Linked DNA regions of Gossypium arboreum: region 2 is linked to region 1. The links are chromatin contacts, called in public Hi-C maps. All regions are on one chromosome and are shown on one strand. The core of a region is the stretch at or near the end of the contact, and the rest is flanking DNA. Distances in the headings are between cores, read along the strand shown.

The links. Hi-C and Micro-C count contacts between places; a contact is called where the count stands out from the background.
Region 2: a Hi-C map of leaf shows a contact between it and region 1, with 4 times the contacts expected there. The contact joins the promoter of LOC108454716 here to the promoter of LOC108454222 in region 1. A contact is called at or near these places in 2 of 5 Hi-C or Micro-C datasets (both in leaf).

The regions. Positions count from the first base shown.
Region 1 is chr9:16,967,974-16,971,736 of ASM2569848v2, forward strand. LOC108454222 (cytochrome P450 94B3) reads right to left here and starts at 1,704. Exons shown (of 2, transcript XM_017752608.2): 1 at 744-1,704; 2 at 1-741. The coding sequence starts at 1,626. The coding sequence ends at 98.
Region 2 is chr9:17,154,418-17,158,180 of ASM2569848v2, forward strand. It overlaps LOC108454716 (mitochondrial import receptor subunit TOM20-like), which reads left to right and starts at 1,831. Exons shown (of 6, transcript XM_017753264.2): 1 at 1,831-2,106; 2 at 2,212-2,290; 3 at 2,384-2,553; 4 at 2,667-2,714; 5 at 3,360-3,458. The coding sequence starts at 2,011.

The DNA of each region.
Region 1 (3,763 bases), core at 454-2,953:
TATGTGTTTGTTTTAGCTAAGCATTTCCTCCTAACTATAATACAGATGAAACATAATGGCATATTAGCATCTTACATTGAATCACTAATTTTTGCTATTATCTTGAATGATCTCTTTTCTGAATCACAACCTTTAGTCCGCCAGCCATATGAGCTGTGAAGAGTGGCATGAAGACTGGCTTTTCTGAAACAACCGGTTTGATTTCAAACTGTCTAAGTATGGAAGCCACCACATAGTTCATCTGAATGAAAGCCATTTCCTTCCCAAGACAAACTCTTGGACCGGCCTGAAAAACTGGGAACTTGTATGGACAAACCTTCTTTAGTGATCCTTCATGGTAGCTTGCTGGTTCGACAAACCATCGGCTTGGTCTGAATTCATACCAGTCTTCCCCCCACAATGCTTCCATCCTCCCCATTCCGTAGGGAAAATAGGTCACCCTATCTCCTGCCTGGACCGGCGTGCCATCAGGCAACAAGTCATCCGCCATGGCATGCTTGGAGTCCCAGAGCACTGGTGGATAAAGCCTCATGGATTCACAAAGAGATGCTTTTAACAATTTAAGTTCCTTATTCAATGATTCATAATCTAACAAGATTTTCTCCATATTGTTTATCTCTTTCACAAGCTCTTTCTCTATAACTGGATGGCAGGAAAGCAACCAGAAGAGCCATGTCATTGCTGCTGACGTTGTATCCCTTCCTGCCATGATGAAGCTTATGACCATATCTCTTGTCACTTATCATTGCCTGCTGATGTCAACCTCGACAAGAGATCTTCACCATGATTCTCTCGGCTTTCATCAATCTTTCTCTTCTTGCCACGAATGATTCCCTCAACATATGTACGGACTTCCTCCACGGCATTCTTGAGCCATTTCTCTGATCTGACCCCAACCCATTTCTTAACCTTCCAAACCAAGAACAAAGGAGCCGCTGCACGCTTGGCGGATATCTTTGATGCCGTGTTGAAAGCTTCATTGAGAGATGAAACAGGCTGAGAAGGATCTAAACAACAACGATCCACCCCTAACGAGACCTTGCAGATCATATTAAACGCAAGTCTTTTTAGCAACTCCTGCAGGTCCACCACTTTCGATGTCTCAGCTAATGACTCTAACAAAGGTAACAAATGATTTTGGACCTCGTCCTTCAATGTACTCATCATAAATTCTCTCAAAAAACTGGTGCTGAAAACATGGCATGCTAACTTCCTTTGCATCGGCCAAAGCTCACCATCCACATTGAATATCCCGTAGCCAAGAAAATCACCTAGTATTTCAGTGAAAGGCTTGCCTTTAGGGAAATTATTGAAGTTGGTTTTCAGCACGTATTCAACATTCTTAGAGTTTGCTGTCACGATAGTTCTTGGAGCACCGAACCGGTTGATGACAACTGTATTGGTGGCTGATTCTGTGAGGAGCTCCGTATACCAATCTAACAAGCGATGGCGGTTTTTATAGAAGGAAATCAAGCAGCCGAGTATAGGATATGTTGGGGGGCCATCTGCTGGCAATTTTGGTGCTTTGCAGATTTTACATAACATTACATGCAACCAAGAGAAAAACACTGATATGAACACAAACTTGAGGGTCGGAACACTAAAGAGGGACGTTAATATTTCCATCGTAGCCTAAAGACTAACGGATGGTTCTGCAAACTAGAATTTGAGGAGGTTTATGAGAAATATATAAGCTATTCAGCTACCGGTGTTGTTTTTTAGAGAAAAAGTTTGTTTTTAGAGAAAAAGTTTGTTTTTTAATAAGGATAAATCTCAAAATTATACATAAATTTTAATTTGATGTAATTATACATGTGAAATTTTAATTGTAGTTCAAATATATACTTGAAATTTTAATTTTATTTAATTATACACATTTAAAGAAATAAATATATTAATTTATTTTTAAGCTGGATAAATATAATTATTTATTTATGTAATATATAAATATAAAATGATGTTATATCAATAATTGTGTTAATAATTTATAAGAATTGGATCAAATTAAAATTTCATGTATAAAATTATACAAAATCAAAATTCATGTATACAATTACACATTAAATTATAGTTCATGTATAGTTTTGAGACTTATCCTTTTAATAAACTTGAAAACTTCATCTCATAGATTTGAATTAAAATCATATTAAATTTGATTTATCATAAAATATTAATAACCTAAACTTAAAATGATTGGAGGAGAACTTAAACTTGAAATGATTGGGGTAGGAAACTTGAAATGATTCGATTAAATAACTTGAAATAATCTGAGTTTATAATGATTTACTTTAAAATTTGAATCTTAAATTTAAATCTCCTAAATTCGAAATAATTTGAATATATTTTATTAATCTACAGATTGAGACTATAATCTTACCTTTGATACAATCATCATAATTATTAATTTATTATCTAAGTCATGAACAGATGTGATGGCAAAAAAAAAAAAAAAGTTATGAACAGGTGTAGTTGACCCACTACTTGAAAATTTAGAGCAAAAGATTTCTATAAAACATAGGATCGACAGAGAAAAGTTGGTTTTACATTAAACTATGTCAGTCTGTCAGCTTCTATTTTTTATGATTACATAGAGTAAAGTTACTGATATGCAATAATGATGAAAATCCAAATTGATGGATATATAACACCCACATGATTTTATGTTTTACTTGTCTGGTTTTACTACAAGCTTTATTAAAAAACAAAAAGATTTATTTCTTTATTTTTCTTCCATTTTCTCTTCTTTTTGAATTGACAAATTTCTTTCACAAAATGAGTAGACAAGGGAGCAGTTAAAAGGGTTTTTTAGTCCATCTTTGTCCAAAAGTGCTGACTTCAAAGTCTTTCAAGTTGCCCCATCTACAGTCATTCTTTATTAAGAGAAATTATCAAAGATTTCGATGGCTTTCAGCATAAATTTAAACTGTTCTAAAGTTGGATGCTATTAATTTATTTGATTACACGGTGTTTGCATGAATTATATATATCTAATTCTACACTGCACGGTTTTAAGGGTCACTTATATACGCTCTTTTGAGCTGCTTCAATTTCTTTCCTTGTTGATGCATCTCAATTAGAGCTTTTGAGACGATATTTTCATTATAATCGAAATATTAGGAAAACGTGGAAATCGTTGTCTATTAATGTTCAAAAAGCTGTTCTTATCTGTCTTGTGAGATGAGAAGTACCCTGGGGCCTCATCTCATCTAACTCACCCTACAATGTTGAACTTGACCCATGATGTTTTTCGGTAAGAGGCCAAACTGAAATGTGATCAATAGTTCCCATGAGATGAAATGTATTGTTATTTCCCTACACGAGTGTGACACGTAGCGAGACACAATGCGACTCACAGATAACCCTCCACGAGGAGTAATTCGTGTCATCGTCGGGAGCACCTCATGGTGACCTCTCACTTAAGACGGTCCATAAGATACCCCCAACACAGCCCTTCTAAATATGCTTGAAGTTGGTGTTGCACAAATGTTAGTAAAATAATAGTAATATAAAGTTTTATATTAATCACAAGATCGAATAAGAACAATATATATAAATTTGGAATACAGAAAATAAAATAAAATTGAAATATTGTACTGGTAGTTGAGGCCTGTACAAATAGTATTCTTAAGACAGATTCAGCCGCTCCTTCAGTGCTGGAGAAACAGTGGTTGACTGTCTCCCAAGATACAACAACAAGATGAACGCGGTAGTAGCACGATGCAGTGGTCAATGAACAGTAGCCTTGCCTTCGTTCATCACCGAA
Region 2 (3,763 bases), core at 581-3,080, 190 kb after region 1:
AATAACTCATGTTTCTGAATACTAAATGTATCCAACTAGGAGGATGCCCTTTGAATTGGACCTATATCTGTTTGTACTGAGTGGAAATCTCTCTTTCAATGTGTTCTTTCTAATGAACTCTTTGTTTCATGTTTCTAATGAACACAAAAAAGAAAAAAAAATCATTATCTCTAAAACTTGGTAAATTTCGAGTATGAATTAGAAAAGAATTACAAGCGAAAATAGAATAGAAAAGATGAACAAGATGATAGGTATTTATATATTCAGTTGGAGAGAGAAGCATTGTCGTAATCGTTGTAACATAAAGAGTATGACACATGGATTTCTTATTTAATGGATTTCTTGTTTAAGTTTTATTTTTTTTTTCTTATATTCATGTTAGACAAATTTGACAGAAATCATCAACACTATTATTGTTGTCTTTATTTGCTCACAATCAAAACGTCCAGGGGTTAATTTACTTACTTTTTTTTAAAAGACCAATTTTTTCATGTCCGAAATGTACAAGACCCAAGGGGTATTTACATCTCTATAATTTATAAAAGTATATATGGCGATTGAAAGTTTTTATTCCATTAGCAGGGTTGAGATTTTTCCACATATATTATTTATTTTTTTAATCATTTTAAGGATACATGACAAAATCCTAACATTACTTATGGAGTTAAAACTTTCTACCATCAATATAATAAATAACTATACATATATTAATATATATTTTAAATATATAATTTAAATATTAATATATTTAAAAATAAAATAAAATTAACCAATTAACTAAAATAGCTTAAATAATAAATTAAAAATACAAATATTGTTAAATATATTTAATAGTTTATTTTTTTAAATTTTAATATATTGTTAAGAAATTAAAATGTTTAATTTTACTTGATTAGAATTAAAAATGTTTCAAAAATTTTAAGTGTTAATACCAACATACATGCATGTTTGTTGTACAATTTTAAAACGAATGTTTTATTTTTAATGAATTTAAATTTATAAATTATGTATGATTGTGCTAAACACCGTAAAATTAATTTTTTAATATATTTGGGACTAATTTTAATTTTAATTTGTTTCATAAAATATTTTTAAATAAAAACTTTTTGACTAATAAATAGTTAATTTCACTATGCTAAATTAAATTTTTATTCTAATTCATTATATGAATTTTTATTAATATAAAATTCATAAATACTTATATTAAATATATTTTTAAAAATTTAAATTGTAAAACTAACTACAAAAATTAAAGTTTATTATGTTATAATGTATGCTAATTAGATTCTTATTTATAAGGATTTTTATGTTAATTAGATTTTATTATAATAAAGATTGTTCTATAGAATTGAATTTTTTTTATTTGATGGAAAGAAAAAAAAGACTATACCTTCGTTATATGAAATACGAATAAGTAATAAAATGATGGATATAATATTAGAAATTGTATATATCATATATATATATATATATATAATAATTTAAGACATTATTTTTATAAAATAAAATATTGAATTACAAAATATATAAAATAAATTATAAAATTATAAAATAATTTAATATTTTTAATTGATACGTACAATCAACAACGTACCGTTGGATAAGAAAACTAATATTAATATATATTTAATATATTTATATTAAGTCATTAATTCGAATATTTTATTTGGTCAAAACAATAATTCGAATATTAGTTGAAGCTTGACTGCCAAAATGAATTTATTCAGAGACAAGCCCAAGCCCAATATTATCCTATATTTGCATCCTAAGCCCATTTTAGAAAAGAGGACTATAACCCTTAAATGTGAAATACCCGAAAAACCCAGTTTATTTATTTATTTGTTTTCCATTTTTCTTTAACGGAAACTGAACATTAGCAGCAGTTTCCAATTGGCCGCCATTGTGGTCGGAACTGAGAAGAAGCCATAATCACTGTTTTCTCTAAGCTTATTATATAAGAAATATCGAACCCGATAAAAGAAGAAGAAGAAGAAGTTAGAACGAGCAGCCATGGAATCGTCGAGTGAGCTCGATAGTCTGCACTTTTTCGAGCAAGCTCTTAAAATTTCCGAAGCTACTTACGCTTCTAATCCTCTCGATGCCGACGTTCGCTTCCTCCTTCTGTCGATCTTTTCTCTTCTTCTTCTTCCTCTTTTTTTCCAATTAAAATTGATATTTGGCTAATTTTTAATTTATATTTATTGTTTGCAGAACTTAACAAGATGGGCTGGAGCTTTACTTGAGTTGTCTCAGTTTCAAAGCGTTCCAGATTCACAGAAAATGATTCAAGGTTCTCATAATATATATACACATAAAATTTAATTTCATTCATTGGTAATTCAAATATTAATTTTGTTGGTTACTAAAAATTAATTGTGAATAGATGCTATTTCGAAGCTAGAGGAGGCTTTGTCGATTAACCCTAAAAAGCATGATGCTTTATGGTGTTTGGGAAATGCTCAGACTTCTTTTGCATTTTTGACTAACAAGGAAGATGAGGCCAGGCCTTACTTCGAAAAGGCAGCTCAATATTTCCAGCAAGCAGTTGATGAGGTTTTTCTGTAGTTTTGTTTGGCTAAAGTATCAATTACTGCATTTATGGGTGGATCTATAGATTCATTGCTTGAATGCTCTTTTTTTTTAACTTGGTAGCTTTGTATTTGTAGGATCCCAGCAATGAAATTTACCTGAAATCTTTGGAAATATCTGCTAAGGTAGGTCTCTCTCCATACTTGGTACGATTTATTCTTTAAATAATGCTTATATTTCATCTGATTTTTAACTTTCAATGGCCGAGTACAACATGTATTTACTTTTGGAAGTGTGAGATGGAGCATATTGATTCTATTTCATGACTGTTAGATAAATTCCTTGTGTTGTCCTTAGATGTTAAATGCGGAATAGTTTGCAAACCTTGCAGAAGATTGCTCCACCCTTTGTATTGATCCTACTGGTTAACTTGCACATTAACGTCTCTTGAAATGATTGCAACCATTCTTTTTTTTGGCCGAATGCTGTGAAATTCAGATGCATATGGATATAGCTCGGTATTATATAGAAATATATCTAGTAATGGTAGTCTAGATTTTGTTTGCCTATATATCTTACACTGATAAAATTCAGAATAAATAAAACTTGAGATTTGTGGTAATAGACGCATTCTAAGGGCATATAAACATGACTACCTTAGGACAAATTAATTGTACAGAACACATTTTCTGCCTTGTTTGAAGCCAATCAGTTAAGAGGTTTCTTAAAGCCAAACTAGAGGGAGGTATTAAGTTCAAAATGTTCCATGCGCCATTTGTTCTCTGCAATCCTCCTTACCTTTGATTTCTTAATTCTTACTGTTACCTCAGGCTCCAGAGTTACACCAGGAAATCATTAAGCAAGGTTTAGGTCAACAGATGCTTGGTGCTGGACCCTCTACTTCTACTTCTACCTCCAGCTCAGCAAAGGTAGTCCTTAGAGTTTCTTCCTTTTGCATTCCATTTCTTCTTATATTCACTTTTTTTTTCCCCTGCTTTTGACCCTATCATGTCTCTGTGGTTTACGTTGTCAAGTGCTGCTTAATTTATCATTGAGGCTTGCATGAGGCTTTGTAAAGGGCAAAGGTCACATAGTTATCTTTTTGTCTATGTTTTTCCTTGATTGACTTTTAAATTTGTTTATAGGTTCAGTGAAACAACATTTAATATTAGATCGATTGCTGATTTATTAAGGTTAATTTAGGGGACATGCAGTTATGCTTCCATGCAACATG